Linked DNA regions of Mus musculus: regions 2, 3, 4, 5, 6 and 7 are each linked to region 1. Evidence: chromatin contacts called from public HiChIP or PLAC-seq and promoter capture Hi-C data. All regions are on one chromosome and are shown on one strand. The core of a region is the stretch at or near the end of the contact, and the rest is flanking DNA. Distances in the headings are between cores, read along the strand shown.

The links. Promoter capture Hi-C pulls out the DNA fragments that hold promoters and counts their contacts. HiChIP or PLAC-seq counts read pairs in DNA pulled down with a chosen protein or histone mark.
Region 2: a contact with region 1 is called in a promoter capture Hi-C map of the SN4741 cell line, with 7 times the contacts expected there. The contact joins the promoter of Wfdc1 here to the promoter of Hsd17b2 in region 1. A contact is called at or near these places in 3 of 39 promoter capture datasets (the SN4741 cell line, cranial neural crest and hippocampal neurons).
Region 3: a promoter capture Hi-C map of stem cell-derived epiblast-like cells shows a contact between it and region 1, with 8 times the contacts expected there. The contact joins the promoter of Kcng4 here to the promoter of Hsd17b2 in region 1. A contact is called at or near these places in 4 of 39 promoter capture datasets (embryonic stem cells, hippocampal neurons, pre-B cells and 1 more).
Region 4: a contact with region 1 is called in a promoter capture Hi-C map of liver, with 8 times the contacts expected there. The contact joins the promoter of Osgin1 here to the promoter of Hsd17b2 in region 1. A contact is called at or near these places in 6 of 39 promoter capture datasets (embryonic stem cells, frontonasal cranial neural crest, hippocampal neurons and 2 more).
Region 5: a contact with region 1 is called in an H3K4me3 HiChIP or PLAC-seq map of embryonic forebrain, with 13 times the contacts expected there. The contact joins the promoter of Mlycd here to the promoter of Hsd17b2 in region 1. A contact is called at or near these places in 5 of 39 promoter capture datasets (the 3T3-L1 cell line, embryonic stem cells, hippocampal neurons and 1 more), 1 of 484 Hi-C or Micro-C datasets (cerebral cortex) and 2 of 115 datasets of contacts at active chromatin or transcription factors (astrocytes and embryonic forebrain).
Region 6: a contact with region 1 is called in an H3K4me3 HiChIP or PLAC-seq map of forebrain, with 15 times the contacts expected there. The contact joins the promoter of Hsbp1 here to the promoter of Hsd17b2 in region 1. A contact is called at or near these places in 2 of 39 promoter capture datasets (embryonic stem cells and hippocampal neurons), 6 of 115 datasets of contacts at active chromatin or transcription factors (astrocytes, embryonic midbrain, embryonic stem cells and 3 more) and 1 of 9 other capture datasets (embryonic stem cells).
Region 7: a promoter capture Hi-C map of hippocampal neurons shows a contact between it and region 1, with 10 times the contacts expected there. The contact joins the enhancer-like site here to the promoter of Hsd17b2 in region 1. A contact is called at or near these places in 7 of 39 promoter capture datasets (the 3T3-L1 cell line, the C10 cell line, cranial neural crest and 3 more) and 2 of 484 Hi-C or Micro-C datasets (cerebellum and cortical neurons).

What each region holds. Positions count from the first base shown.
Region 1 is chr8:117,699,934-117,704,275 of GRCm38.p6, reverse strand. It overlaps Hsd17b2 (hydroxysteroid (17-beta) dehydrogenase 2), which reads right to left and starts at 2,330. Exons shown (of 5, transcript NM_008290.2): 1 at 2,013-2,330. The coding sequence starts at 2,280.
Region 2 is chr8:119,663,821-119,668,162 of GRCm38.p6, reverse strand. It overlaps Wfdc1 (WAP four-disulfide core domain 1), which reads right to left and starts at 1,798. Exons shown (of 7, transcript NM_023395.2): 1 at 1,503-1,798. The coding sequence starts at 1,622. Gm32352 (a long non-coding RNA gene) reads left to right here. Exons shown (of 4, transcript XR_388091.3): 2 at 3,843-4,069; 3 at 4,218-4,307.
Region 3 is chr8:119,633,659-119,638,000 of GRCm38.p6, reverse strand. Kcng4 (potassium voltage-gated channel, subfamily G, member 4) reads left to right here and starts at 2,321. Exons shown (of 3, transcript NM_025734.2): 1 at 2,321-2,769; 2 at 4,325-4,342. Gm46054 (a long non-coding RNA gene) reads right to left here and starts at 2,373. Exons shown (of 4, transcript XR_001778667.2): 1 at 2,098-2,373.
Region 4 is chr8:119,434,935-119,439,276 of GRCm38.p6, reverse strand. It overlaps Osgin1 (oxidative stress induced growth inhibitor 1), which reads right to left and starts at 2,130. Exons shown (of 6, transcript NM_027950.2): 1 at 1,984-2,130.
Region 5 is chr8:119,393,016-119,397,357 of GRCm38.p6, reverse strand. It overlaps Mlycd (malonyl-CoA decarboxylase), which reads right to left and starts at 2,464. Exons shown (of 5, transcript NM_019966.3): 1 at 1,888-2,464. The coding sequence starts at 2,412.
Region 6 is chr8:119,342,023-119,346,364 of GRCm38.p6, reverse strand. It overlaps Hsbp1 (heat shock factor binding protein 1), which reads right to left and starts at 1,827. Exons shown (of 4, transcript NM_024219.1): 1 at 1,745-1,827; 2 at 1,363-1,429; 3 at 632-752. The coding sequence starts at 1,789. The coding sequence ends at 634.
Region 7 is chr8:119,302,860-119,307,201 of GRCm38.p6, reverse strand. All of the region lies in intron 11 of Cdh13 (cadherin 13), which reads right to left. Among named protein-coding and RNA genes, the nearest start is that of Hsbp1, 40 kb to the left of the region's middle. Within about 2 kb of position 2,336, at least 15 of the 459 cell types and tissues checked have an H3K27ac peak or open chromatin away from gene starts, as enhancers often do. A contact at or near this core is called in hippocampal neurons, where this site is marked.

The DNA of each region.
Region 1 (4,342 bases), core at 1,081-3,580:
TTTTTGTTTGTTTGTTTGTACATTGGGGCTTGGGGGCAGGGTTGGGCTTTGTTTCCCTTTTCCTTTCTTCCTTCCTTCCTTCCTTCCTCTCTCTCTCTCTCTCTCTCTCTCTCTCTCTCTCTCTCTCTCTCTTTCTTTGGTATTGGCGGTGGTTGGTTTGTTTTCTTGTGGTGTTGGGGACTGAACTCTGGACCTTAGCACAAGCAAGACAAGTTCCTCTATCCCTGGGCTCCACCCTAACTTTTAGCAAAGATCTTAAGCCTTCCCAGGAATAATATCAACCTTGTGCTTTCATTGTGCAAATGATGGGAAATGGCAATTTCAGTGTCTCTCAAATATCTCCAGCCCGGCTCTGACATTTGGAAGTTTCCCCTAGGGCTTAGTCCCTGAGCTTGTGTTGCTCACCTCACTTAGGTGGTGACGACACCAAATAAATGGGGAGCAGAGTCCTGCTTTCTCCTCTATCTTGGGATCTGCTGGAATCGCTCCTTCTCAGAGGTCAACTGAAAAAGTGTTAAACCTTGAATTGATCTCTGGATTGTCTACATTTCCTGTCGATTCTGTGATGGGCAGGATGCCATACCTCATTTATTTCCAGAGTTTCTGAGGCTGGGGATAGCTTCAGGGAGGGAGGGACTTGTGTAAGCATGAGAGCCCACGTTCAGATCCCTGGCACCCACGGAAAAAGCTGGGCACTGTGGGAAATGCTGGCAGCTCCTCACTGAAGAGCCAAAACCAAGAGGATCGCTGGGGCTTGCTTGTAAGCCAGGCTAGCCACTCAAGGAGCTCCAGAGTGGGGGAGAAATACCACCAAAAGGATAAAATGGGGAGTGGCTGAGGCACACACCCAGGATTGACCTCTGATCCTCAGAGAGAGAAAGATAAAGACAGACACAGACAGACAGAGACAAACAGAGACAGACAGAGACAGACGTGTACTTAATGGTTCTGTCTTCTTTCGTACAACTGGGAAATACAATAACTACTCGACTTCACTGTTGTATCTTAAACTCAGAGAAGCTGATGTCCTGCCCTTCCACACCCCAGCCAGAACCAAACCGTGCTCACAAGAAGAATCTTTGTTACTGGATTTAAAGTAAAAAAAAAAAAAAAAAAATTGATTCATCAGTCCACGAGTCCCCTGCTGACCACAGCCAGGGGCCCCAGCCACAGGTGATGACTTCCTTATGCAGGGGTGACACCCTCCTCACAAGGTGACTCTGCCGATGGCCTTTCCTCTTCTTTCCAGGCCTTTCTGGGTTAGGATCACTTGAGGGAATTCTAGTTGCAGCTTTCACCAAACAAACCCGTTTTACAACTCCAAGGAATCTAATTTGGCCGCCTCGCGCTTACTGCAGAAGAGCCTGCAGAAGAAGTGAGAGGCTGGCAGCTCAGCTAATGAGCAGCTAGCTCCGTGTGCACGCACTGCCAGTTTGATCTAATTAAGAAGCACTAATACACTAATGACATATAGAGAAAAGGTTCAAACAGGACAACAGGGTGGTTCGTGGTTCGGGACAGCAGCCTGGCAAATTGCAAAGGCTCAAAGTACAGTGGCGTCCCTAGACACACAGTATTGTGCCAAAGCTGACTGGCCACCTTCCTTCCATACATAGAGGGGTGACCAGGCCTAGGACCTAGATAAATAGTCACCTCAGAACAGAATAGCAACCAAGCCTGAAGAAGTCTGTCAGGTATTTCCTGGTACAAGAACACACGTGAAATGATGCTGTTTTACTTATTTATATTTATTCCTAGGAAATTAACACACTCATTGTATAGATCTGTGGCCCTGAGCAATTGTCACGTTTTGTCTTACCACTGGCTCCTTCCAAAGCCCATCCAAACCAAAGGACACGCAAAAAGGCAGTGAGAACCACTCGGGTATGTGCTGCCTGTCATTCACTCTAAGCACTTCCCACTCAAGCCAAAACTGACAGTGTCCCCCCACTGAGGACAGAGAGTATCAGACTCTTCTCCGCAGGACAATCACAGGAATGCTGGCCACTTACCTGTCACCAGCACGGCCTTTTGATCCACAGGTAACAAGTCTTGGTCAGATGAACTCATATACAGAAGAAGGAAGCAGGCCACGGATAAGAGGAACAAGGTGCAGAGGAGGGACAGACTGAGCAGGCAGGCACCTCCCCAGAGGCCAGCGAGACACACCGCCTGGCTCCGCAGCTGCCTGCCACTCCGGCATCCGCAGAGAAGCGTGCCCCCCAGCACTGCAGCGGCAGCCAAGCAGAGCCATGCTGACTCAGAGGCAAACGGGCTCATTCTCCACTGGCCTTCACTTGCTCTGGGCCAGTGAATACTGTGAGTGCAGAAGCTGGCTGGAGGCAGCCCAGGCTTATATGAAGGGAGAGGCAAGCGGGAGGGGGGAACGACAGCCCCCGCACCCTTTGAACAAGCATGTTAAAGGTAGTGATAGGGGAGACTACTCCCAGGATGTAATTTAAACTGTGCACTGTGATATAAATACCTGCTCATTCCCCTAAGGCACTCAACACTTACACATGAGCACACGTACACACACAAACACACACACACACACACACACGTACACACACACATACACACACACACAAATATACACACACCTACACAGACATATAGACATACACACATGCACATACACACAAATAGGCACATACACACAAATAGACACACACACATCGTAACACACAGACATAATACACACACGGACATACACACACATACAGACATACACACACTTACACATACACACATACACGCACGCGCACACGCACCCTCCCACCTGACAGATGTTTACTCAGATAATGATTGACAGACTTGGAATCACAAGAAGACAATCTCCTTTGGATGTGCCCTCTCTGTGTTGGTTGAGTTCTTTTGCTAACTCCGAGTGTATCTGTATGTGTGGCTGTGAGTGTGTGTGTGTGTGTGTGTGTGTGTGTGTGTGTGTTATCCAGGTAATCAGTGAAGCTTGGAAAGTGGATTCTAAGAAGAGAGCATCCCCGATCTGGCCTGTATCTGGAGGACTACTGCCAACTGAGACAGGTTAAGGGCTCAATGAGCCAAAAAAAGGCTCACCTTAGAGGCAGATGGAAGGTGCCTGTGTCTTCCCAGAGGGCAGTTGTGCCAGAGAGAGACCATAGCAATGACAATCAGACTGAGAGAAGCTGTCAGAACCAGTGCTCTGCTCAATTCTGACTCAGTCTACCCTGTTGGAGGCTCTGTTCTTGGTAGTAGGACTCGGTCTCCGAATAGGATGTCCTTACAACATTTCTATTCGTGTGGCAATAACGAGAGAGGCAATCAATAGGAGACTAGAGAGATTAGGAGCCGGAACGCAGCAGGGTGTCAATCCCCGGCATTGCCCTTTGAACCACCCACTGTCTGCTTTCGGTCAAACACAGAAAAGCAACCCCTCCTGTGCTAGTTCCTCCTTTTGCCCAGCTTGCATCTTACACAATCCTTTGTTAGAGTCAGCTTGTAAACTAGAAAATTCAGGCTGGGAGAGGCTGTACTTTATCCAAGAGCAAGGAATCTGAATCCACACACCTGTGACTCACCAGCTCAAGAGCCCTTCTGTAAAAACTGGAGAGATAGTTCAGTCTCTATATATAGGTATCTGGGTATTATATACCATGAGCGCGAACACACACTTACACATGAGCACACGTACACACAAACACACACACACACACACACACACGTACACACACACACACACACACACACACACACACACTCGGACCACCAGTTCCTATACTGACACCCAAGGGGAGCTCCCACGGGATTTGATGGGTGTGGTGCTTACTGGTGTCTGCCTAGGACAAAGCAGGATTCTAATAAAGGCTAGAAACTGAGAAAACTGGAGAGAGAGGAGCTCTCACTTTGTGTTCAGATGGCTCATTTTAAACCCAGTTCAGTTCCCACAGTTGTTAAGGATGAGGTAATCTTGGCTGGGGGATGCTGTCTCTTTACCTGTCAATACACTCTGCCCCACCTGGAACCCTAGATGGGGCCTCAGTGTGGGAAGCCGCAAACGCCATTACAAAATGATGCTGGTTTCAATAAGCCGACACCCATGAATATGGGTAAACAACCAATGTGCGCATGTGCCATAGAGTTTTTGCTGAGTCACTGCCTGGCACGAGGCATGTAAATGAGGTACTGAAAGCATAACCAATCAGGTGTAGACACGCCTCTCCTAGGCCTATATAAGCAGTGCCAGTTCTGGGGCTCGAGGTCTTTTGCCTACACAGTCAATGCCCTCCCAATAAACGTGTTGCAGGAGGATCCAGTTGTGGCGTCTTACTTGCTGGCGAGTCAGGCGTCCCACACCTCAGAA
Region 2 (4,342 bases), core at 549-3,048, 2.0 Mb before region 1:
GAAGGCTCTCCCTGCAGCTCCAGGGCAGGGCTGAACATGCTGCTCATCACATTTGTGTTCCTGCATTCATGAGAGTGCTCCTGGTGCTGACTCCGATGGCAGGAACCTGCCAGGGTCTACAGCAGCCCCGGGGAACCAGAATTCCTCCCAGGAGGCATGGGCTGGCATTGGACTAGAAGCCTGTGAGACACACTGGCTACTCTGAGTGCTGAGTGCTTTCTGTGTCTGCACAAGTGTACAGTGTCCCTGCAGGCATGCTGCCTCCCTGACTGGAGACCCCCCCACCCCCGGAGGGTGCCCACCTTACACCCACCCCAACGCTTCCCTCATTATCTGTCTCCCCACTGCTCAAAAGCTAACACACCCTGGCTTCCTTCCTCTCATTCACTCTCTGCTGTCCACACTGCTGTGTAGACACCCCAGGAGGGGAACCGGCAGACAAGTCTCCCATCCAGGACAGTGTCATCAAAACACCAACACCAGGGATGGGGGAGATGTCCCCCAGTGGATAATATGCCCTCTGAGTAGGTCTGAGGCTCAAGTTCCAATACCCAGAATGGATGTAAAAGCTGGCAGAAGTGGCAGCCACTTGTGGCCCACGGGCTCGGGAGGGAGGTGGGATGCCCGGGCCAAGCTGTCCAGGTAGACTAGCCCTAGGGAACTCTGAGTTCAGTGGGAGACCGTCTGTCAGTAAAGGAAATCAAATGAACAAGGTAGATGGCTGATACCAATTGCCAGCCTCCACAGGCCCAAGCACACACGAGTATGTGCCCACATAAGCACTGCACACATCTGTAAACACATACACATGCGTGTCACACACCACATCAACTCCCCCCCCCCCCACATATTTACTGAGAGGAATGCATCACTCTGTCTTCCACAGAGCACATTGTTGGTGTCCAGAGAGGTCAGACAACTTGCTTGAAGTCACACAGCCAAAGACAAGCCCAACTTAGGACTCAGCCATAGGGTCCCACTGTGCCTGCCCCCCCTCCCCCCGTTGACATTCTGCTCAGAACCTTCCTAGGTATCGATGTCATTTGTCCCCAGGCAGCCTGACTCACCCTCGAGGGGGAGAGCGGGTCTCCTCATCCTGTACCTGCAGGGGGTCATATAGATTTTTGCCCAGCCTGCTTCCCACTAAGTGTCTCTTGCCCGAATGAGGCACTGTGGCCAGGCTTCAGACACTGGAGGGGACCAAATGCTCACGTCTGTGCCCTCAGACCCTTTCATTAGACTCTGCTTTCCAGGAAGAAGCAGAGATGCTTTCCCTTAAGCTTCAAAGGCAAGATCTCCACATGGGGGGTGGACCTGTTTCTTGCCTCCCTGCTGGCAGCAATGGGCTCTCAGGAAGGCAGAGCCTTGTCTGCCCACCACCCGCTACAGCTCCAATACAGGAGATTCCCACCACGATAAGAAACCATAGACAGCATCTAGGGACTTCTGTCCCCTGGGCCACCTCCCATCACAGAGGCCCCTCCACCCCTCCTGGCACTTACTCGGGACTTCTCGGCCAGCCTGGCCGGCAGCATTGCCTCCCAAGTGCCCTGGGCAGAACTGGAGCCCAGTAGCAACAGGAAACTCAGAGCCCGAAGGACTTTTCTGCCGCAGTTACCCATCCCGAGGCTGGTGGCAGGGTTTCCTTCTGCACGAGTGACCTCCTCCGCAGGCCGGGGAGAGGAGGCAAGAGGGGTTAAGAGGGAGGAGGGACCATAGCCTGGGTGGGGCCTGAGAGAGCAACAGAACTTTGCCTGCTGCAGCCTTGGTCCTCCACACAGGGTCCCTGGGATCTTGTGCCCTCAGCCAGCACCTGTGCCCTGGGTAGTGGTTGGTTCTCCAGGTTATTTTTAGTCCACCCTGTGGCTCCAGTGACTAGAGTGACTGTAAGCTGGGCAGCTCAGATGCCGGGCAGAGGGAGGAAGGGGCACCAGCCAAGACGTGGCCGGGAGGGACCTGCCACTCCCCTGTAACTATTGAGCTGCTGTGGCGGCCTCCTCGGCCTCCAGTTAGGATGGGCTGTGCTGCTCTCAGCGCTGCCTGTGACTGTCTGCCCCAGGAACTGGGTTTGGGGGTGCTATAGGGAGGGGACAGGGGGCCGCAGGAGCCTGTGGCCCTGGTGTGGGGAAGCAGACCCCTCCCTTGTCTCTGAGTCCCTGCTTTGATGTGACTCTGGGGGAGAGTGGCATTGCACAGGAAAGCATCCTCTGCACTGAGGGTTGCTGCGGGAACCAAGCACCTTGCCTGTCCCCAACAGGTTGTCCCCAACAGCATGCAGAGGTGGCTGCTGTGTGGATCCCCATTTTTCTTAAAGGGGGACACAGAGATGGAAAGAGGTTTCACGCTTGCTCTCACATCAGACAACAGTGTGAGGTGGAGCAGCTAGCTCAGGCCCAGAGGATGGTATGAACGGCTCCACTGGAGAAGGTGGGATTGGCTTTCCCTGCAGCCCCAGTGGTATTTGCCGAGGGGGCTCCGAGGCACACCCTGTGAGGCTGGGTGGCACGGGCAGAATGGGCACCCAGGAAGGTAGGTCTGTCTTCCCACCCACCACCAGGAGCACCCGGGTCCTGGGGCTCTGACAGCAGTTCCCAGCCCCCATGCTCGTCTCCACATGTGCCTACATTACATTCTTGGACAGCAGGCTCTTGGCCCAGTTCCTGGGTCTCTCCGTGGGTGGCCTGGCTTCTGCCTGAGCTGGGCTGATGGTCTGTGAAGCCCTTCTGACCTCCCTCTGCCTTCACTGCACCAGGTCTCCTAGTTCCCCACCAGGAAGGCTCTTCTGCCTGGCAGGGCCCTAGCACGGCCTTGGATTTCTGCCGGGACTGCTTTCCCAGTATGGCTCCTGATAGAGGCTCTCATGTGGTGGCCACCATTGGGTGCATCTGTACTGATTGGAGCGCTGAGCCCCACCCCTGCCTCCCACCCCTCCTCTTCTGAACTAGACAGTCTGCTCTACCTGGTGGATTGTTCTTGTTCTTGTAGCACCCCCCCCCCCGCCATGCTCCATCCCTGGAGTCACAGATTCATAAGACTGTGCTCATGCGCAGTAGGTGAATACAGTTGACCATGTTGTGCCTGATGTAGGATCATCTGGGGTCCCCGTCCTACATTTTGGTACTTGTGGCATCTAACACGTAGTCATAGGATCACTAAACATGCGCCATGTAGCAGCTCTGAGTGAGGACTGTTTACGTGTAAAGCAGACATCATGTACAGAACACACACATGCGTTGGTGGAGGTCAGAGGTCAACCTCCCTCACATTCCTCAGGCACCGACCATTCTCTTTGGTTTCCTCAGATACTTTCTCACTGGCTGAGACTTCTCTAAGATGGCTGGGCTGGCCGGCCAGTGAACATGAGGGACCCTTCTGTCTTGGTCTCCTCAGAGCTGGGGTTACAGACACACACTCCCACACCTGCCTTTTTGTGTGTGTCCTGGGGAATCAGGCTCAGGTCTCTGCCTGCGTGGGAAGTGTTTCACCAACCAAGCCAATCACTTCAACTCCCACAGTGACCCCAAAGAACTCTCAAAATTGGTAGAAAGCAGGGGTGTGTCCTTGACATCTGACCGTGCATGCATTGAAAACTGCTCCTGGATCAAACGGAACCATGAGGGTATCTGACATCCTCTCCCCGCATTTCCTTGTTTGGTCACACGGCTACTAGGACATTCAGTCATTGCTCTGTGACATCTGATGAACCCCTGATACTTGCCTATCTCACTGGGAAGCCGCCCATGTGGCTCCATCCTCCACATCAGGCCCCTAGTTTGGAACTCTAAGAGACAGAATGCACTCAGTAGTTTCTAATGACAAGCTGTCTGTGTGTATCCACCCAGCATTTGGAAATTAAAGAGGAGCAAAGCAAAGCTTTGGGATCCCTCTCTACCCACCGGCAACATCTGGAGTTGAACCCTGGCGTGGTGAGGAAGCTGACACGGGTCACCATAAGCTGCTTAACACATGAGCATTTACCACACTGAGGAGAGAAGGTCGGAACCCTGCCGGAGACAAAGACATGGGTCTGCATCTCCTCCAGCTGCTCCCAGAACCTGGCCTGGACCCAGTGAGTATTTGTTGCTGATGGGGTAAGCTTAATCTTCTTAACTGCCAAGATTCTTCCTCATCCTCGGATTTAGTGAGGGATGGCCCCCCAAACTAGTTCTGCAGTCTAAAGTCCCAAGATGTGACTAAGTCAACATTCTCTCCCCTAGATAACACTGAAGGTCCATGCATACATTAGGCGCTTGGGTTGAGATGCCAGGAGCCTCCGAAATGTGACACACAGTCAACTCTTCACCGTGGTAAGTTACAAAAGGACCCTGCAGAGTCTTCGGGA
Region 3 (4,342 bases), core at 1,072-3,571, 1.9 Mb before region 1:
GCCCAGAGCCACCCAGGTTAACACTGTCAGGTGACACTGCCTGATACAGATCCCAACTGGGCTACTCTGGAATCCTCAGTCCACCTGCCCACTGTGGCCTGGGAGAGGCACTTTGTATACCGTGATCCCAGCTGCCCATCAGAATCCCAGGGAAATCCCACAGGGCACACCCCCCCCCCCCAACCCCGAGTACTCCTGTAACTCAGTCAAGTTACAGGAGTACTCGAGGCAAGGCTCAAGAGCTATTGCTCAGCCAGGGTTTGACCAAGAATCCTGCCTTGGGGAAGCCTTTCTCTCTCCATGTTGGAAAGCCACAAGTTCACCCAGAACCCATCAGAACAGGTGGGCAGAGAGTCTGATGCACAGAGAGACAAGAAAACCTGCCTGAGGTCACACCACCACAGCACAGCAGGCCTGGCTGCATAGCCAAGGCAGAACGTAAGTCTAACCCTGAAGGGATTTGCTGGGCCATGTCACCAGAGCCTTCTCGGCCATGTCACCAGAGCCTTCGCAATGGCCTGGAACTCCCCCAGGTAAGCCAGGCTGGCTGGCCAGCAAGACAAGGAATCCTCCTGTCTCTGCCTCACTAGCACAGGGATAATGGGCAGGTTTTACCAGGCTTGTAAGGGTTTTAAGGGCTCAGATTTAGATTGGCATGCCCGTGCAACAAGGGCTTCACTGAGCTCTCATGGGGGATTCTAGATGGGCATTGGGACTTTGTATGTACTGGGAAAGGTGGCAGACACTGGAGAGGGTGGCTAACCTAAGAGATTCATGCTGGCCGTTTCATGTCGACTTGATACAAGTTAGAGTCCTCTGAGAGGAGGGAACTTCATTTGAGAAAAATGACTCTGTAAGGTTAAGCCATAAGCAACCCTGTAGGGAATTTTCTTGATCCATCATTGATGGGGGAGGGCCCAGCCCACTGTGGACAGAGATACAAACTGGGATGTATCCTGGGTTCCACAGGAAAGTCCCAGGCTGAGCAAGTCACGAGGAATGAAGCAATAAACAGCACTCATCCAAGGCCTCGGCCCTGGTTCCTGCCTCCAGGTTCTCGCCTTGGCTTCCTTCAGTGGGTAGTGACTTGGCTACGGAAGCTAAATAAACCCTTTCCTTCCCAAGTTGCTTTGGATCACCGTGCTTCATCACGGCAATAGAAACTCTGACTGAGACAGAACTAAAGGAGATAGAGAACAGAGAGCCCTGTCCGGAGGGAGAGAGTTCTGGAGCCTGGCTTATTGGAGCTAAGAGAATGGGAGAGTCAGAGAAAGGGCAGAGCCTCGGCACCCCTCACAAAGATGCCAGACCTCTCTCTGCCTTGGGCCTCAGCAGCAGTGACTGTGGTACAGGCAGCAGGGAGGGGCTGTGGGAAGGCAGAGAAAACAGGCCCTGTCTCCAGTTCTTGGAATTTCTGTGGAACCCTGGGGTTCCCATAATACCCTTTGAGAACCCCTGCCCCCTGCCAGCCTCTCCTTCTTGCCTGCACTCCTCCGCCCCTCTTCGAGGCCACAGGTACTCTCTGTTACTCCTTCCAGAGAGCTGAGGACAGCCAGGCTCTGATCCCCTTGCTCCTGGACGCCCCCCCCCCCCATCAGTGACAGCCCTAACCTAGCTCCAGCTGCCAATTAGGACGATGACCTTGAACAAGCCTCTAGGGATCTCAGAGGCCGAATGGAGTTGTGAAGGTCACTTGGCTGCAAAAACCTTTTAAGGAAATGAAGGACCTAGGGATAGGCAGCCCTACATTAACAGGCTTTTGCAATTTCAGCCTTTATGGTTCCCACTGTCCTCATCTGACCAGTGAGAAAACTGAGGCCCAGAGAGGTGGAGTGACTCACCAAGCACACACAGCAAGAAGCTGGCTTGCAGCATCTCCCTCTCCCCACCTACACCTACACCTACACCCAGGGCCAAGCTCCCAGGAGAAGCTCAAGGCTTGGATTTCATATCCTGAAAGCCTGCTGCCACTCATAGACATTTTACAGATAAGGAGACTGAGTACAACGGCACAAAGCCACCTGCCTAAGGACATTCACTTGGACACTGGGATCTGGCCCCAATCTCAGCCCCTTATGCCATCTCCCCAATACCTACCCTAGGCTCTGAGACTGGGTCGGTCTGTCCCAGCCTGCAAGCCTCCCCACAGCCCTTACTGAGTGGACCATGAGGTTGCAATCGCCAGGTCCCCAGCTGCTCCAGCTCCTCCTGAGCTCGGCTCCTCCTCAGAGAGGAGAAGGACAGACATTCTCCTTGCCTTCCTGGTGGCTGGCAGAGCCTCTGCTCCCCGCCTGCTGCCTGGCTGATGGAGAGATTAATCCTAAGCCCTTCCTGGCAGCACCCCCACCCCCATCTCAGGCAGGACCATGCTGGCTGTCCCCGTGGGACTTGGAGCACCAAGTCCAATGCTGAGGCAGGACAGCTGGCCCAGCTCCCTGCAGCATCCGGACCTTCGGCTTCCAGGAGGAGGGAGGACTTCAGAGCCCTTCTAGAGAGCCACCTTGCGCCTCTGCTCTTCTGCGGAGTCAGACTGAATAAACTTCTGCTCTGTAGAGGAAGTGGGAGAAGAATTGGATGCTGACCCTCTGCCAGGACTGCTATGTTGAGAGCTGGTTTTGATTTGTGTTTTGTTTTGTTTTTTGGGGGGCGGGGGTTCTTCTCATTTCCCCCTACCTCTCTGTCACAACCCTGTCTTTTCCTGGTCAGTGAGACATGGGCTCCCCATGCCCGGCAGAGAACCAGCTGGGAACACACTTCCTAAAACAAGCGGTGAGTTGAACTTGGGAGGAAGTTGCTCGTTCTGGGGGGGGATGTTCTAGAGCTGGCTGAGTGGAACAGCTTGGCAGAAGGGATATTTGGAATGAATTACTTCCCCGGGCTCTAAGGGAGTTTTGCTGGCCAGCTGTTGGAGGGGGAACAAAGACCACAAAATCAGATCTGTTCAGTGGAAGGAGAGGGGGACAAGATTCCAGCGCTGGAGAGAACCCCTAGCCAGGAAGCTGTGTCCTGGGTTGAGTTTGGATTTGCTGAGTGACCTTGGATGAGTCCCTTTCAGCACTCTGGGTCTTGGTTTTTACACTGGAAATTGAGAAAGGTTGGCAAGAACACCCTGGATTTCCTGTCTCTGCAGGCTGCGCTCCTCCTGCCGCTGGCTGTGTGCTGTGAACCAAGTAATGCATGCAGAATAGCGGAGTGCTCTGCAGGGCGAGTGTGAAACACAGCCACCCCCACTCACTCCTCGCTGGCTGTCCGCAGAATCCCGGCCGGCTCTGGAGTAGAAAGGCACTTTCGTTTCCATTGGCTCCTGATTGGAATGCCTCTCTCAATGTAAGGTTATAGGTGCCTGGAGACAGCTCTGGCTGGAACAGGTAGCATAAGAAATGGTCACACCACACGGATGATGAGACAGGTCATAAATACTTTTAAAATTATGTGAGCAAGCTAAAATAAAACCTGCTTGTCCTAAGCGAAGCCCCTAAATGGGTTTGCAATACAGACAGCATTAGAAACCTCTTCACGATGCAAATAAAAGAGTATACAGCTCAGAGTGGGGAGTGACTACTTCAAGGTCACACAGCAAGGGTGACAGAAGATCAGGGTGAAGCTTTCTTGGGGAGCTCCTGAGAGTCAGGTGCCTTGCAAAGCTGTCATGATCCCTACCTCCTAAGCGTTTGACAGTAGGGGACACTAGGTGTCAGTCAGTCCCCTCATCTGCGAAGGTGAACCGTGCCTGTCTGCCTTATGGGATGGTTGGCCTGGGCCCCTTAAAGGAACTGGGTGCCTTAGAGCTTCTAGAAGTGACCGTTATGATGGTGTTTCCCGAACAGGCCTGTGCTCAACAGTATGGTAGCCCAAACTTCCCCACTCGCACAGACCAAGCAGAGGGTCCAGAGAATCTGAGTCTGTCCTCTTCTGTAAAGGACATGGCCACGTAGGGCACCCTGCAGGGTTGACACAAGCCTTGCCCTTTGAGGAGAGAGAGGAAGCCTCATGCCCCAAGACTACACAGTGTTCGAAAGCACAGCACAGGGTCCGCTACTCACATCTCCATCCACAAAGTCCGTGTCAGAGAGACTTAGCTCCCTGCAGAACCTCCTTAGTGTAGTGGGCCCCGCATCTGTATCACGGATGTGTGTGCATCCACGGGGGTAGGGATGTGTCCAGTGACACAGCCCAAGCGTATAGTAGCTGCCCAGTAAACAAGAAGGAAATGGAAGGTTCAGAGATGGCTGGAGCAGCTGCAGCCACGATGGGACTGGTTTATACTTCCAGTTCTGCGGAGACTCACCCTCCCTTTCTTCTCTTCTTCTTCCTCTGTTGGCAGACAGGTGAGCCCAGTGAT
Region 4 (4,342 bases), core at 881-3,380, 1.7 Mb before region 1:
AGAACAGAAATTTGATCCCTGCAGGTATAACCCTACTAGATATTCCAGCACCCCTGAAAACAGCATGCCGGCCATTCCCAGAGACCTGGGCACCCCAGCATACAGCTCCTCACTGGTGGCAGCAGGAGGCCCTGTCCACGAAGGCCAGGCCCAAGGGGACACCCATATTGCTTCCCAGGAAGTGGGATGGGCTAACACACTGGGAGGACTTTGCACTCTAAGTCCAGGTCCCTCTCGCAGCTGGCACAAGTGTCACCTAGAGCTGCTTGCTGGGTACCATACACATGAGGTCACCGCCAAGCCTGACCACCCCCCAGAAGTCACACGCCCCCAAGCTGTTCACCCTCACAACCACCCACAAGTACCTGCTACTAGTTTATAAGGCAAAACGGCTTCTTCCAACCTGCAGTTCCACCCAGGGGCCTCAGTTTGTAGAATTGGGGTAAGCTGCTCATTTTGTTTAAGACAGGGTCTCATGTAGTCCAGGCTGGCTTGAAACTAGAATAAGCCTTGGCAGGCCTTGAACTGCTGACCCTCCTGCCTGCACCTCCCAACCACTCATATTACAAGAGAAAGCTGCCACCACCTCCAGGCTAGAATAACCAGTTTTTAAAAGTACTGGCATATTTCGGAGTCTCTCTGGTTGGGCAATGCTGATAGAAAAAAAAAATAACGTTCTCAAGTTGTTGATTTAAGGGGCCAGGGAGATGGCTCCGTGGGTAAAGTGCTTGCCTAACCGTGAGGAACTGAGTTCAGATTCTCCACACTCCTGTCAAAAGCAGATGTCTGTAATCCTAGGTCTGGAGAGACAAACACAGGAGGGCCCCTGGAGATCACCCGCCAGAGAGCTGAATGACAGGCTCCAGGTTCAGTCCAGGAGAGGGAAGCCTGGAGGGAAGTGGCCCTGCAGGTAACTTGTTGTACAAGGGCAGTGACTTATGGGCAGGCAGCACTCACATAAAGATGGAAGGAGAAAGCTGACCCCTGACCCCTGACTCCTGGCGGGGGGGGGGGGGAGGGGTGGCTGTCTGATTTCTACACGTGTTCTTGTGCTCTCTCTAGCAATAATAATAATAATGATAGTGATAATAGAATGAAAAAGAAGGTGTGGACAGTGACTGAGGAAGACGCTAGCCATCGACCTCTGACCCCACAGGTATGAGCACATAAAAAATGAGTTTCTCAGAAGTGGCGATAGTTGCCCTGGTGTAACACTGCAGACATTTCTAAGGTTATGAAATCGTCATGCCAGGGAGGGCTGGGAACCATATACCATTTGTCTCTAAAAATGCCACCACCACCCCCAAGAGCTGGGGGTTTCTTATCCCCACTTCATGAATGAAACTGAGGTTGGGGAAAATGGAAGGGGAGGGGACATCTCGTCTAGGTCCTAGACAGCCTCGTTTGGGATCCTTTCCCCTCCATTCCCAAATAAAGCAACAGGTAGCAGTGACAGCTGCTAGTGACACAAAGCCCTGGGGCAGGAGGAAGTGTGCAGTCAGCCAAGTGTTACCTGGCCTTAGTCACAGTGAACCCTCGTTCCAAGTGCCTGCTCCACCTGGGCCCAAGGGTGCCTGATGGCCCAACCTCCACGGTCCACCACTTTCTCCACCGCACCTTCCGTAAACCGAGTACCCAGGAACCCTCGGCTGTGCTTGTCTGAGCCTGGTACCTAGGACCCACTGGAGCACCTCGCCAGGCTGGAGACACAGTGGCCATTGGTGCCTCGAAGGAGCAAGGCTACCCATGCTCCTTCCTGCCGGAACAGCTATTTCACGAGTTAGGATTAGGCTGCTAAGCCAGGGGCCGCTGGGGGAGAGTGTCCCAGACACTTAACCATGGCCATCGCTGGAGGTGCAGGGAGGACTCCCAGAGTCCTCCTCAGGACCAGTCAGTGTACACCCCGGCTTTCCTGACCCCCGTCTGCCCACCCTTGCCCCATAGCTATTGTTTCCCACCCACAGCCTTGCCCGGACCACTCACCTGATGGATGGTAGATAGCTGGAGGGAGCTGGTGAGCCTGGGTTGTCTGGACACTCAGAGGAACTTGGTCACACGGTGAGAGACTTTGTCACGGTGCCCTGCTGCAAGAACAGGATGCCCATTAGCCCTGGGGATCCCAGAGGCTGTGCGAGGCCCAAGGCTAGCAGGGGTATTTCACAGCGGGGCAGGGAGGAGGCGGAGGCAGGGGCGGGACCAGGAAAATCACTTTCATAAGCGTGAGTCAGCAGGGGCCCCTGGGTGAATGAACTTGGCCCTGGCCAGTCTTAAAGGGCCCCTGCTGGCCAGTTCCTCCCTTCCCGGGTTCAGTTTGAAGGAGGAACTAGGGAATCTTGAAAGAGACCACTAGGTCTCTTCCTTACCAGTGAGTGGTAGGCTTCTGAGAAATAGCTGGCCAGCTGGCTTCTGAACTCCAGAAAGCTCTGATCTTCCACTCACTTCCCACCCCAGCGTGTGGGGAGAGGGGACACGGGTGTGTGCAGAAAAAACCCTCAGTCACTGGTCAACCCCGACAACTCCCACTCAGCGACTTCCTGGTTGGAGACTCTGAACAAACCTCAGTTTCCCCATCTGAAAAGTGGGGTTGAGTTGGACTCCCTCATGTGTGCGTGCATGCGCATGTGAGTGTGTGTCCGTCCTCCCTGGTCCTTATAGACTTCTCTTCCTGTAGGGGGTCACGCCAGTCTGCTGGCCGGTTCTTGTGGTCCGTGAACGGAAGCTGGGTCCTAGGGAGACATCCCTTACTGCACACTGGGTCTGGAATAGCGCTTTTCCATATGGAGCCTTGGCTCAAGAGAAGGAAGTTGGGCAGTGGTTTAGGTCGGTGCACTCACCTTGGTGGCCATTGTTCCTGTCCTGATCAGCTGTCACTCTACCACCAGGACCAGAACTGGGGAGGGGCGGTGGGGGGGGAGTGTCAGGCTCTCACTCTAAGTACCCAAGAGACTACTCAGCGATTAAGAGCACTGGCTGCTCTTCCAGAGATTCTGAGTTCAATTCTCAGCAACCACATGGTGGCTCACAACCATCTGTAATGGGATTTGATGCCCTCTTCTGGTATGTCTGAAGACAGAACACTCATATATATTACATAAACAATTCTTTAAAAAAAAAAAAGGAACTCATTAAACAAAGTGACACTTTGGTACAATTTTCTAAAGAAAAAAAATTAAGTAAAGAATACAAATTCCAGAAAAAGAAAACTTCAGAGTTGTAAAGAAAGACGGGGTCCTTGGGCCCACCTCGTGGAACATCCTTCGGCTGCAAGAGTCTTGGCTGCTAGCACAGCATTTTGATTTAAAAAATGATATTTTGTTTTTCTTGGATTAAAAGAATGATTATTCAAAATACCGCATATAGGTTTTGGGGAATAGATCAGTAGAACCTGTGCCTAGCATTGCATGAGACCCTAGGTTGAAGGCCAAGTACCATTGTGCACTGATATGTTCAAACCCTGGGCTCGGGGCTGGGAGATGGCTCAGTGGAGAACACTTGCCCAACATGCTCAAAGCCCTGGCTTCAGTCCCCAGGACTGCTAAACACACGGAACCCCTGAGCCCTAGTCTGTGCCAGCAGTCTCAATGGGAGAGTCTGTTCCCCGGGGAGTACCTAGTGCACCATAAACTGGCGGAGGGGCACATCCTGCAGGGGTGGGTGAAGAGGGACGCCATCCTGGGGTGAGTAGTTAGGAGGCAGAGTGGGCAAGGCTGGCTGCTGACCTGGGTTTAAGGGAAAGGTCAGGCACGGCTCAAGGATCTGGTCCTAGAAGCTACTGCTCCCCTGGGGGATCCTGGGCTGCAATTTTTGCTTAGGGCTTTGTGGTCAGAATCTTGGTTTAATGCTCTGGTGTCTCCTTAACATTCTTGGTCATTTCTTTTAAAACAAGGACCATGCATTCTGCATGTCCCTTTTCCACTAGGCTGGGCAGCTTTCCCTAGCCTGAATGGGAGCTGCCTTGGGTTTAGCTCTTCTGCTGAGACACTCCCTTTAGTGCTGAGGTACCCTTAGAGGCTTCGTTTAAGCCCGGGCTCGGTAACAGAAACTTCAGAGATCCCTGCTACAGGCTGCTGCTCTCTGCGGGTGTGTTTTTGAGACCTGGGGTGAGACCCTCTGTGGACATCTATGGTCTTAAAGTGTCCTTCCCACACATCAGGCCTGGAGTGGGGCTCTGAACTCAGGAGGGGAGATCCTGAGCGCTGGAGCGTGGTTGCAGGGCATAGGCGGGTCTGGCTGCACCCTGTCCCCATTGTCACCCATGTATGCTTTCACATCCCACAGTGCTTGGTGGCAACCTACCCATGCTTTTGGATATGTAAACTGAGCCAGAGAGAGCATGAACCCA
Region 5 (4,342 bases), core at 1,215-3,714, 1.7 Mb before region 1:
CTTGGCTTCCTCCATGATGGTCTGTAATATGGAAGCCAAGTCAACACTTTTCTCCCTAAGTTGCTTTGGTCAGAATGTTCTGTCACAGCAAAGGAAAGCAAACTGAGATACTTCCTAAAAAAAGCACAGCATTTAAGAAGGTCCTGGGAGTTAGGTAGCAGTGGTACACGCCTTTAATGCAGCACTCAGGAGGCAGAGGCAGGAAGATCTCTCCGCTTGAGGCCTGCCTGGCTTACAGAGTAAGTTCCAGGATAGCCAGGACTACATAGAGAAACCCTGTCTCAAACAAACAAGGTCCTAAGGGACTACACAGTCAGCTTTAAAGCCTTGTGAGCAAAACTGGTATTTCTGTCCTCACCTGAGTGGCCTTGTCAACACAGGTACCTGCACACTAAACTCACAGGACACCTACAGTGACACCTGCTGGGTGTGCTGTGCTGATAATGGGGAGCCTGTGCCTGTATAAGGCAGAGGAGACTTGTGGGTAGGGCGTAGTCTGTACCTTATACTTCAGTTTGCTGTGATCCTAAAACTGCTGTAAACATGGTCTGTCTTGTAAAAGAGACTGTGCAGGGCTGAAGAAATAACTCAGTCAATTAGGAGCTTTCCTGAATTTGATCCCTGGTACTAGTGATTTAAAAGTGGTGGGGGTGGGGTGGGAGGTTGCCAGAGATACTGTTCAAAGTAAGAGCACTGACTGGTCTTGCAGAGGAACTGGGTTTGGGTCCCAGCATCCACAGGGCAGCTTTCAACCGGCTGTAATTCCAGTTCCAGAGGATATGATACACTTTTCTGGCCTAGGTAGGCACTGCATGCATCTGTATACAGGCAAGCAGAACACTGGTATATATAATCTTTAAAAGAAAGGCCACTATATTTAGTGACACACTTTGTTTGCTGGCATTGGGAAGATGGGACAGGAATATTTCTGGGGCTTACTGAGCAGTTTACCTAATCTAACTGGTGAGTCTCAAGTCTCAGTGAGAGACCCTGACTCATATTAATCCCTTAACTACACCAAGGGTTAAGCAATCAAAATGAGAAGTCTGTAAACCTGCACATAGCAGTGCAAAGGAGCCTGGATCAGGGGATGTATATCTGAAGTCTTGGACAGCTCATCACCTCAGCGTGTCATGTCCTTCACTCTAAAGGAGATAGGTGTCAACCGAAAGGACAGAATGGAAGTAAAAATGGCCATGCCTGTTTCAAGCAGGTCAGGAAAAAAGCAGATGAGGCTTTGAACACTGGGGACTTCTGAAATGGTGATATCATTGTGTATGAACTCAGGGTCAATGCTCCTCTTTATTGAATATTAATGGCTGGCAGCTATGCTAGACAATCCTTTGGGTCTCAGCTATATACACCTCCGTTATCTGTACGCTACATGATATCGCTGGGTAAGCTGCTGACTAGCACAGGTACTAAAAAGTCAACTTAGGATCACTGCGTCTGGGGCTGGGGGTTTGGAATCAAATCTCTTGTCCAAAGTCAGATTGCAGAAAGAGGACTGGAGGCTTTAGAGACCCAGGCGGTGGTGACCTTGACTTTTGGCCATGTTTGTGCATTTCGTGTAACCTGTTAGGGTGATGGACGTTCGTGGGAGGTGCCCAAACTTTGCCCAAAGCCGTGTTCCATCCTTGTTCAAGAACAGCGCAGTTAAAACTAGAGCTATTTTGGAGTAAGCGCAATGGGTGTCACACCCGACAGTGACCCCCGAGGATAGTGCTACGAACCACGCAGTAAGCACCGTGGTATCTGAGGCCGGCGAGGTGGCTGCAGGGGCATGGGTAAGGGTCTGGGGAGTGGGGAGTGGGAAGTGGGCAGGGCCCCGGGGCGGTGGCGGGGGGCGGCGGCCCCGGGGTCGCGGTGGCCCGGGCGGGGCCTTACCCGGACGTGCGGCCCCTCCACCAGCTTGAGGGCCTGCGCCTCCAGCAGATCGGCCCGCAGCTGCACCAAGAAGCGCACGCCGCCGTCCAGCTTGCTGATGTGATGGAAGAGGCCGCGATACCGCGGCACGAGCGCGTAGCGCAACCGGTCCTCCGCCTGCAGCAGCACGGCCGCCTCGCGCGCCTGCTGGCGCAGCTGCAGCACCCCGGCGCTCTGCTCGGCCACCTGGCCGTGGTCCACGCCGAAGCCCTGAGCCAGGCGGCCGAGCAGCTCGGCGCGCTGGGACGCCTCGGCCAGGCCGCCGTAGAAGCTCACGAAGTCGGCGCACTGGCCCTCGGCGGGCGCCGGCGTCTTCTCGCGCAGCTCGTAGGCCGGCGTCGGGGGCACGGCTCGCCGCAGCAGCTCGTCCATGGCGCTGGCCGCGAGCCCGCCGCACAGCCGACGTCCCCGGGGCCCCGGAGGCCGCGGCGGGGACCGCAGTGGGAGCAGGCGCCGAGCCCTCAAGCCTGGCCCGAGGCCTCGCATGACAGCTCCGCGACAGCTGCTAGCGGGAGACGCCACTGGAGAGCGGGCCTCTGCCTCGCTTCCGGCTCCGGCTTCCGGTTTCTCGCCGGCCCCATTGGCCGAGGCCGGACGGCGGACGGAGACATTGGCCAATCGGGGGGTAGAACGGCGGGGGAGGGGCGAGGTGGCTTTCTCAGGCCGGAGGCCAAGTGCAGCCAAAGGTCCCCGGAACCCGGTAGCCCCGGGGCACCTGACTCGCCCTCTTGGCTTGCATCCTTACACCTGTTCTGAGAGTCACCGCCTCAGTCCCTTTCCCCACTACGCACGCGCTTCTCTTGATCTGAGAGCTTGACATCTCAGCTCTTCCCGGGACCGTGCTATGCACGCAGCCTCCTGTGCTAGGGTTCGGATCTAGCGTAGGTGAGGAGCTGAGAAATTTAAGGTTGCATGCTGGACTAGGTCTCCTAGGAATGGGGATGGCTCATTTGATAAAGTGATTGAGAACTTGAGTTCATATCCAGAACCCATGGGAAAACGCTTGTAGTCCTAGCTCAGGGAGGTGGACAAGAGCCAGCCAGTCCAGATAACAAGGTAAGTCTAGGTCAGCCAGAGACCCTATCTCCAAACCAACCAAACAAAAAGTATGCGGGTAGCGCCATCACTCGAGGTGTCTTCTGGCTTCCAGAACCACACATGTACATACGTGCACCCCCACACGTGTGTACAAGGAAATGTATATGCACATGTACACACCAAGCATGTAATTCTCAGAGTAATTCTCTGACTTGACATTTTGACCCTGTCCCGACCCGCGGACAGTAGAACAGGGTCTCTCCCAACAGACCCTCCCTAGGTACTCTCTGGCTCATGTCAAGAATCCCACCCAGACAGAACTGCTGGAGACCCAGCCCATGCCTCCTGCTGCATCCTAGAGCTTCCGTCTGGTCATGCCGGAAATGGGTATAGGAAGAATCTCTTCCCTACCAGCTTCCTTGCTGGGCCTCATTCATTCATTCATTCATTCATTCTTTCAGTGAAATGATTTTCAATTGTTTGGTGAGTTCCAGGCCCACCCTAGGCTTGCATTTGAAATAGCCCTGCTCATTCTCCTTCAGTTTACCATCTGAGGGAGGGAGTCACATTAAAATAACTGCAAAAAGGAATCAGACTGGTAGAGTAGGCTCTGTATGGATTCAGCTTGATATGATGACAGTCATCTTGGATCCAGACTGTTGTGACTGTCCTAGAGAAACCACAGTTCATTTTTTGGTGCATGGTTTCTCTTCAAACTATCGATAGACCAAATCCCAAGAATGACGTCTGGGACCTTACAACCGGATCCAGGCTCCAACCTGTACCTGGCTCTTTGATAAGAACTTAAGATGGACCACGTGCCTTCCAGCTAGGGGGAAAGTCACTTTATCCTAACTCGAGTCTGTGACTCTCTTTCTGACCCATGTGGTAGGATCCAGTTTGGCTTTGCTGTCTACCAAGACTATACATTTGAGTAAGTTCTCCAATAAACTGTACCCTTCCATTCTTCATCTGCCTCTGTCTTTAGTACCACAGCACCTCAGGCCTGCCCGTGGATGCTGGGACCTGCCCTTTTGGAAGAGTTTGCCATAGTGGGTAGGATATCCAGGAACAGCCTATCATGCGAGAGCAGACACTGGTTATGGACCATGAACAATGCAAGCCACCAGGTCTATTCTTCTAGCTCAAACACATGACTTATAACTCTCCTGCCAGCCGGGTGTGATGGCGCACACCTTTAATCCCAGCACTTGGGAGGCAGAGGCAGGTGGATTTCTGAGTTCAGGCCAGCCTGGTCTACAGAGTGGGTTCCAGGACAGCTGGGACTACACAGAGAAACCCTGTCTCGGAAAAACAAAAATACCCCCAAAACTCTCCTGCCCTGCCCTCCACTGCAGTATCCAAATGTCACCGATTT
Region 6 (4,342 bases), core at 578-3,077, 1.6 Mb before region 1:
GGAAGGAAAAATCAATCTCATTTTTTTTTTTTTTTTTTTTTTTTTTTTGGTTTTTCGAGATTGGGTTTCTCTGTGTAGCCCTGGCTGTCCTGGAGCTCACTTTGTAGACCAGGCTGGCCTCGAACTCTGAAATCTGCCTGCCTCTGCCTCCCAAGTGCTGGGATTAGGTGGGAATTTCATAGCTGACATCGTGCTATGAGGAAAAAGATTGGCACATGCCTGGCACTGATACAGTAAGTTTGAAGTAATACAACTCGGAAATGTGAAATCTACCCAAGGAACTAGTTTGGCATGGAACATTTCTTTTCTTTTTAAAGATTTATTTATTTTACGTATATGAGTACGCTGTAGCTGTACAGATGGTTGTGAGCCTTCACGTGGTTGTTGGGAATTGAATTTAGGACCTGTGCTCGCTCAGGTCGGCCTGAAGATTTATTATTATAGATAAGTACACTGTAGCTGTCTACAGACTCACCAGAAGAGGGCGTCAGATCTCACTTCGGGTGGTATTTCAAAAACTTGGGAGTTCACCGGTGGGGAGGAGAGAGGTCTCCTGATAACCGATCAACGACACCCCCCCACCCCGTCGCACTGACGGGCGTTTTACGCTGAGGTAACCCCCCCCCCTCACCTTCAACTCTTCTGGGCAGTAGGAATCTTGTTTTCAGGGTCCAGTTCTTCTACTCCAGCCTGGGTCATGAGGTCAGCGATATTCTTCTCCAGGTCGTCAATCCGACTGCTCATGTCATCTAGTGGCACAGTTAAAGAGCCCGCACGGCAGCATCACCTCACCTCGGCCTCTCCCCCCCAGGCCCCCGCCCACTGGTTTAAACAGCTGCTTCCCCAGTTTCATCTGGCTACAGTGACAGCCTGGCGGTCGGGGTTCGGGGGGACTGGGGTGAGTTTTCTTCCCTACACCTCCAACTCTAGAAGTACTCCCAGACAACGGTTACCATGCAAACCCCTTTACTGGTGTTCTGGAGGGGCACCAACAAGGGCTTGGGGTAGGTCTCGCTGTGTCTCTGGCTCTTGGCACAGTCCTCCACGGGAACACAATATAGCCAAGATCAGGAAAGACACTTCTAAGTGGGGACGGGGAAAAGGCTCGGCCGTTAAGAGCACGCGAGGCTCCTGCAGAGGGCACGAGTGTACTGGGCAGTTCACAACCGCCTGTTACTCCAGCTCCAGGGGATCCAACGCCTCTGGTCTCAGTCACTCCCAGTACCCCCTTATACATATAATTAAAAATAATAAACCCTTTGTAAAAAAAAAGGCAATTTCTAAATGACTAACTGAAATCTGTTTGTAAACCACCCCGCTCACCCCCACAGTTAAGAAACTGCCTCCAAATCAAAAGGATATTCCTTCCGATGATCTGGTCTGACATGATCTGAAACTTGTCTTGCATCTGCTGCAAGAGCGTCTCCACCTAAGAGAAACCAGGACAAGTCAGCCGATCCCAACCTATGCCGAGACCCCCTTCCTGGGACCGGCGTTGGGGAGCCGAGGACGCAGGCATGAAGGGGGGGTGGGGTGGTGGTGGTTCCCGGCTGGAGTGTGAGGCCTTCAGCAAGGGCCTGCCAGCTCGGATCGGTGTCCCTGCGGGTCAGGTCCGGAGGGTCCGGGTCGGGGCCGACCGGAGGGCGAGCCCCGCAGGTGCGCGGGCCGAGGCCGCTGGCCACACCCCACGCCAGGGCCGAGAGCGGCCCCGGGGTGTCCAGGCCCATATGAGGCTGCCGCTTACCACCAAGGTGATGTCCTGCATGGTCTTGGGGTCCGTCTCGGCCATCTCCCCGGTGCCCAGCTTGGCGGCGATGTCTCGGAACCGTCACCTACACTTCGGTTTCTCGGCGCAGACGCCCACAAGCCGACAGTTCTCGCGACTACACGGTCACGGGACCGCGAGGCATTGTGGGTGTTGTAGTTTCTGCCACGCACCGGAAGGTCCTAGGAGGCTTCAGATTGTCCTGCCTGCGGATAAGCTACGCCCCCCAGTTCTTAGCTCCGCCTTCATCTTCCGCCCAGTTCCACCCTGAAGGCTGAACCGAGAGGAAGAGGAGGAGAAAACGCCGGAAATGGACCAAAATTGTGGGGATTAGCGTTGGCTTCTTCCATGGATGTAGTTAGGCACTCAGGCCTTGCAAGGCGAAGCCGGTGACGAGCTTGCTTCAAAGTCTGACACTGTGAGTTCAATCTCTGTGATCCACATGTTGGAAGCAGAAACTCGATTCCCACAAATTGTGTGTGCACTGCTGTGACATGCATGCATACACACATAAACATACACACAAAATAAGAAAGTGTTCTGTTACTACTAAAAAACATTAGGGGGCTGGAGAGATGGCTCAGCGGTTAAGAGCACTCACTGCTCTTCCAGAGGACCCGGGTTCTATTCCCAGCACCCACAGGGTAGCTCACAACTCCAAATCTAGGAGACCCAACAACCTCACACAGACAAAACACAGTGCAGGCAGTGGAGGAGGCTGGGATAGAATATCGTGGTCATTTGAATACAAATGGCCCCATAGGCCCATAGGGACTGGCCCTATTAGGAGGTTTGGCCTTGTTGGAGTAGGTGTGACCTTGTTGGAGGAGGTGTGTCACTAGGAGGCGGACTTTGGGGTTTCAGAAGTTCAAGCCTGGCCAGTGTCCTGCTGTGTGTGGATCCAGATGTAGAACTCTCAGCTCCTCTTCCAGCACCATGTCTGCCTGCACATGCCATGCTTCCTGTCATGATGATAGTGGACTAGTCCTCTGAACTGTAAGCCAGCCCCAGTTAAATATTTTCTTTTATGAGAGTTGTTGTGGGTATGGTGTCTCTTCACAGCAATAGATGTCCTAACTAAGACAGATCCAATTCTTTACATTTATGGACTGGAGTGGGGGTGTCTCTGAGTCTAGCAAACCAGTGAAGGTACGCGGCGTTAGGATATAAGGTCCGATTGTTCCACCCTACCTTGGGGCTGTTATAGGGAGTTGGGCAGCTTAAGGAAGACTCTAGACAGGGCAGGAGGAGTGGCTGATCCCCTCTGCAGAGCCAACACCGGCCAGAGTTCTCCATGTTCCTACGTTACAGTGAATTGTACAGGCACATGGATGGCTACAGGCCAGGAGACAGTTTAGTAAAGGAGAGAAACAGGGAACTCCAGCGTCCACCAGACCCAGGCTGAGGCCCAGCTTCAAAAGGGACCAGGTCTGTGACCTTCCCTAAGTTATTTACTTACCGTGTGTTCTTCTTCAGCAGCATCTGGGAAAGTTTTCAAAATTCTGCTTTCTGTTGAGTGAGGACCCCAACTTCCAGTCCCACAGAATGGCCCCTGACTATTTGTCTGCAACTGACACACAAGCTTGGTCTCAGGACTGTGTTTTGGGGTGAGGGTGGGGTAACTGCAGTTTGTTTAGCTGAAGGAAGACTAAGTCTTATTAGCATTGGTAACTAAGGTGGGTCAGGCCTGGCCAGGGAGATAGATGTGTGGTTCAGCTGTCTTCCCCAGTTGTCATCTGACCACATCCTCCCCAGCCCCCTCTCCCTCTCCCCCAACCTCAATTCACACGGAGGACTCCCTTCCCATGGTAGACAAGCAAAGCGATTGTGTGTGTGTGCACGCACGTGTGTGCATGTGTCCAGGAATACAGGCACCCTCAGAATCCAGAAGAGGGTGTTGGGTCCCTGGAGCTGGAGTTACAGACAATTGTGAGCAGCCCAGTATGGGTGCTGGGAATCAGACTCAGGTCCTCTCAACTGTGAGCCATTTTTCCAGCCTCTGCCTCCTCCCCTCTTTCCTTCCTAGGACACTGGCAGTTGTTGGCTTTGTTTGTTTGAATTTTTCTTCATCTAAACTGCAAACTTGACCCTCCTGAGTGATAGATTAATTTTCTTCTTATACTTAAGGACAGATGTGATTTCTGGTGTGTTAAGTCTCTCTTCTCTTCTCTTTCTCTTCTCTTCTCTTCTCTTCTCTTCTCTTCTCTTCTCTTCTCTTCTCTTCTCTTTTTGAGACAGGGTTTCTCTGTGTAGCCCTGGCTGTCCAGGAACTCACTCTGTAGACCAGGCTGGCCTCGAACTCAGAAACCCACCTGCCTCTGCCTCCCAAGTGCTGGGATTAAAAGCGTGCAGCACCACTGCCTGGCCACAAAAACCCTCTCTACACTTAGGGCTGTTGCCCTCTTTGTGGGAGGCTGATAGGGAGCACACATGAGTTTTGTTCTGTTAATGAAGCTGCTGTGCATATATGCAGAGACCTGGATTAATTTTAAGTTGTAATTCCCATCTCTGTGTTCGGGACAACTTGGGTTTACAAGCGCTTGCTTTGATGGCTTTTGGTTCATGCTGGGCCATTCT
Region 7 (4,342 bases), core at 1,087-3,586, 1.6 Mb before region 1:
CCGTTATGACTGGAGTTATCCCTTCCTGTCGATGTCAGACCATTTATTACGTGATTTCTACAGGACCAAATTTCAGGTATGAAATCAAACAAAAATCCCTGAACCATGATTTGGGGAAACTAATCCCTAAGAAAGAGGCCTTATGTTCAGCAGGGAGGAAAGAAGCTTGAGGCAGTAAGAAACAGGCATGGGTTCCTCCTCCTCCTTCTACCCCTCCTCCCCCTCCTCCTCCTTCTCCTCCTCCCCCTCTTCCTCCTCCTCCTCTTCCTCCTCCTCTTCCTCCTCCTCCTCCTCTTCCTCCTCCTCCTCTTCTTCCTTTTCCTCCTCCCCCTCCTCCTCCTCCCCCTTCCTCCTCCTCCCCGTCCTTCTCCCCCCTCCTCCTTCCTTTACCCCTCTTCCTCCTCCCCTTCCTTTTTGAGAAGGGTCTCCCTTGGCACAAGCTGGCTTTGAACTCACATATAGCCAAGCCTAGCCTGGACCACAGATCCTGCTGCCCCTGTCTCCCAGGAGCTGGGATTATAGGAGGGCGTCACTGTGCCCAGCACGTCTGTCTTTTTCTCTTTGGTAACGGGGATGGGACCCAAGGCTTCCTTTGTTCTAGGTACATGCACCACTACTGAGATGCAGCACCAGGTCTTTTAAAAAAAATGCCATTTTAAAAAAATTCATAATTTTAGCCAGACAGGATATTTCTCACTTTCCAAACACCAGGCTTTTTTTTTTCCTGGTAGGTTCCATTGCCCAGGAACGTGCGTAAGCGTCATACCTAGCTGATGATACACAAAACTGAAAACATGGCATGATCCTAATTTTAAAATGTATACATGGCTGCAGAAAGATCAGAAGGGAATATATTAAAACCCAAGTGGCGATTATCTCCCCAGGTAATGAACATTAAAATAATACCTTCTTCTGTTTCTAATTTTCTTTACAATAACCGTGAGGGCTATAATAACCAGAAAGGAAATGTTAGATTAGGAAGTTACACAGGAATTAAAGGTAGTTTCTTTTCAATTCTGTACTGCTCCCTTTTCTCTCAGCCTTCACTTTTTTGTTTTTACAACAAATTGATTTTTTAGTAAATTCACAGTCTCGTAACCAGCGCCATGCTCTGACTCTAGAGCACCCTCATTGTCCCCAAGAAGAGACCTTTGCGCTAACTCTCTAGTACCCACTGCAGGCCCTGGGCAATCGCCAGCCTACTTTCTATGGTTGATTCATTCCAGACATTTCATATAAATGAAATATGCAGTATGCAATCTTAAAAATTATTTTACATGCATGGGGTTTTATCTTTTACTTGCATGTATGTCTGTGCATCACATGCATGCAGTATCTGTGGAGGCCAGAAGAGGGCGTGAGACCCCCCTGAACTGGAGTTAAAGAGGGTTGTGGGCTGCCGTGTTGGTGCTGGAAACTTAAGAGCAGACTTTATTCTTAACTGCTGAACCATCTCTTCAGCCAATATGTGATCTTTTTTGAATCTTATTTTGTTTAATGCCGTGTTTCTGAGGCCCATCCATGTTGAAGTCCACCCCAGCATTGGTCCCTGATGGCGGAATCACATGCCACCATGTGGGTATAGCATGCCGTGTCTGTGTGTTCACTGCGGATGGGCGTTTGCAGTTTTCAGTTTTTGATTGTTACAGACAAGCCTGCTGTCAACATCTGCATGCAAGAGACCAGATTTGCACATGGGGGCAGGATCCCTAGCTCATGAGACCCCAAGTGACCCCTTAGATGAACAGGGTCCTTGGGGGTAGTTGGGTGGGCTGGTTTCAAAGACACAGAACAAAACCAGGTGTGGAGTGCACATCTGTAATCCCAACACTCGGGAAGTAGAGACAGTAGGGTCAGAAGTTCAAGGCCATCCTCAGCTGCATAGCAGATTCAAGGCCAGATGGGCTACGTGGATGCCAACACACAGACACACACACACACACACTGGGACACACACACAGACACAGAAACACAGACACACACTGAGACACACACACTGGGACACAGACACAGAGACACAGACACACACACTGAGACACACACACACACACTGGGACACACACACACTGAGACACACACGCACTGAGATACACACACACTGAGACACACACACACACTGGGACACACACACACTGAGACACACACACACTGAGACACACACACACACACACACACACACACACACTTCAGAATGTCAGGATCACACAAATCCTCCCAGAAGCTAACTCTGAGAAGTGCTGGGAAGTAGTAAGTTGCCCTCGTCACTGGTCCCACATCTGCCTGGACATGTTCTAGAGGCACACAGCGTAGGCTCCCGGGGAATCATGAGTTAACATGACTTCACATGGTGAACATCTGCCTGACAATGGGATACTCCCACACTCAAGGGAATAATCAACCACCTTGAGTGTTTTCATTCATTTTTTTATAGCAAAGGAATCGAACGGGATTGTGTGGAAAATGTGGAGGGCGAGGCTGCACTGGTCAGGCTTCCTGGCTCGTCAGAGTTCACCTCACATTGTAGACCTGAAGAGACAGCATTTCACATCTGCCCTGCTGGGTTTCCAAGGGCTTCAGATTATCAAGCCATATTGATAATCTTAATTATTACATCGATCTTATCACATCAACAATCAATCATATTAATATTGATAGAGATATTCATTTATATCGATAGCTTTGACAGGAAGCGGAGGAGGCTGGAGATACAGGGAAGAATGGCCTGCAGTGAATGACCCTACCACGCTGGGAAAGGTGCCAAGGAGGGCTGGCAGAGGGATGATGCTAAGATGCCGTGGGCTGAGCTGGTACACATGGGCGTGGCTGACAGTATTTTCACATCCCAGTCAATTTCTTGGCTATAAAAAAATGAGTGGAAATATTCTGTTTCACGTTATGGCTGGTTATTCCCTTGAGTGTGGGAGTGTCCCGCTGTCAGGCAGATGGTCCTTGGCTTAGCCCCACCTACCCAGTCAAGGGCATGTCCCTGATGGTGCTGATGATAAAGGAGACATTTTTCTAACATCTTTGTAGATGGGCTTGGAGGCCCCTTATTTCCTGAGGAAAATGCTCAGTTCATTCCCAGGGTGGTCACAGACAGCATCTCCATGTCTGGCTGAGACCCCAAAGACCCTACAATGATCAGTTAGGAAGATCAGTCCGTGACTCCACTCAAGGAGTGCAGCACTTAAATATCCAAGCTGTTTAGTTTATGTGTGCCTGGACATCGCGCCTCAGGAGCTGTACTGGCTGGCTTTGTGTGTCATCTTGACACAGGCTGGAGTTATCACAGAGAAAGGAGCTTCAGTTGGGGAAATGCCTCCATGAGATCCAGTTGTGGGGCATTTTCTCAATTAGTGATCAAGGCGGGAGGGTCCCTTGTGGGTGGTACCATCTCTGGGCTGGTGGTCTTGGGTTCTATAAGCAAGTAAGCTGAGCAAGCCAGGGGAAGCAAGCCAGTAAGCAACATCCCTCCATGGCCTCTGCATCAGCTCCTGCTTCCTGACCTGCTTGAGTTCCAGTCCTGACTTCCTTTGGTGATGAACAGCAGTGTGGAAGTGTAAGCTGAATAAATCCTTTCCTCCCCAACTTGCTTCTTGGTCATGATGTTTGTGCAGGAATAGAAACCCTGACTAAGACAGGAACCATTTATCTTGTCTCTCACTAGAACCTTGGTCTCGGGCTGGACTGGTGGGTCAGAGAGCCCCAGGGATTCGTCTGGCTCCACCCCCTCACCCCCCAGCTGTTTTAGTTGTGTCTCCTGCTGCTTTGTTAAAACACTCTGACTAAAGCAACTTTGTATCGAACAGTTCCTGGTCACAGACCTTCACTGCGAAAAGTCAAGGCAGCAGAACTTTGGTGCGGCTTTTCACTGCACGTTGCTGGTAGTCAAGAGCAGAGAGAACGGATGTGTGTCCTAGCTCCTCTGCTCTTACAGAGTCCAGAACCGAAACCCAGGGACTCGTGTCACCTACCAGAGGTGGGTCTTTCTATCTCAACTAAAGTAATCAAGACGAGCCCCCACAGACATGCCTGGGGCCATCTTGATCTAGGAAATTTTTCATGGAGACCTTCCAGGTGATCCTAGATCATATCAAACTGACAAAGCTAACCGCCATTGCTGTGCTGGGATTAGAAGCACACAGCACCATGCCTGGCTGTTTTTACATGGGTGTTGGGGATTGACATCATGATCTTAGGTTTGTGCTGCAAGCAAGCACTCTTCTGAGCCATTCCCGTGCTCCCCCCCCCCCCCTTTTCTGTTTTGTTATGACAACCTAGCAGGCCAGCAGCATTGGCTTCGTGATGCAGATGGGAAACCAGGCAGAGAGACCTTCAGTTT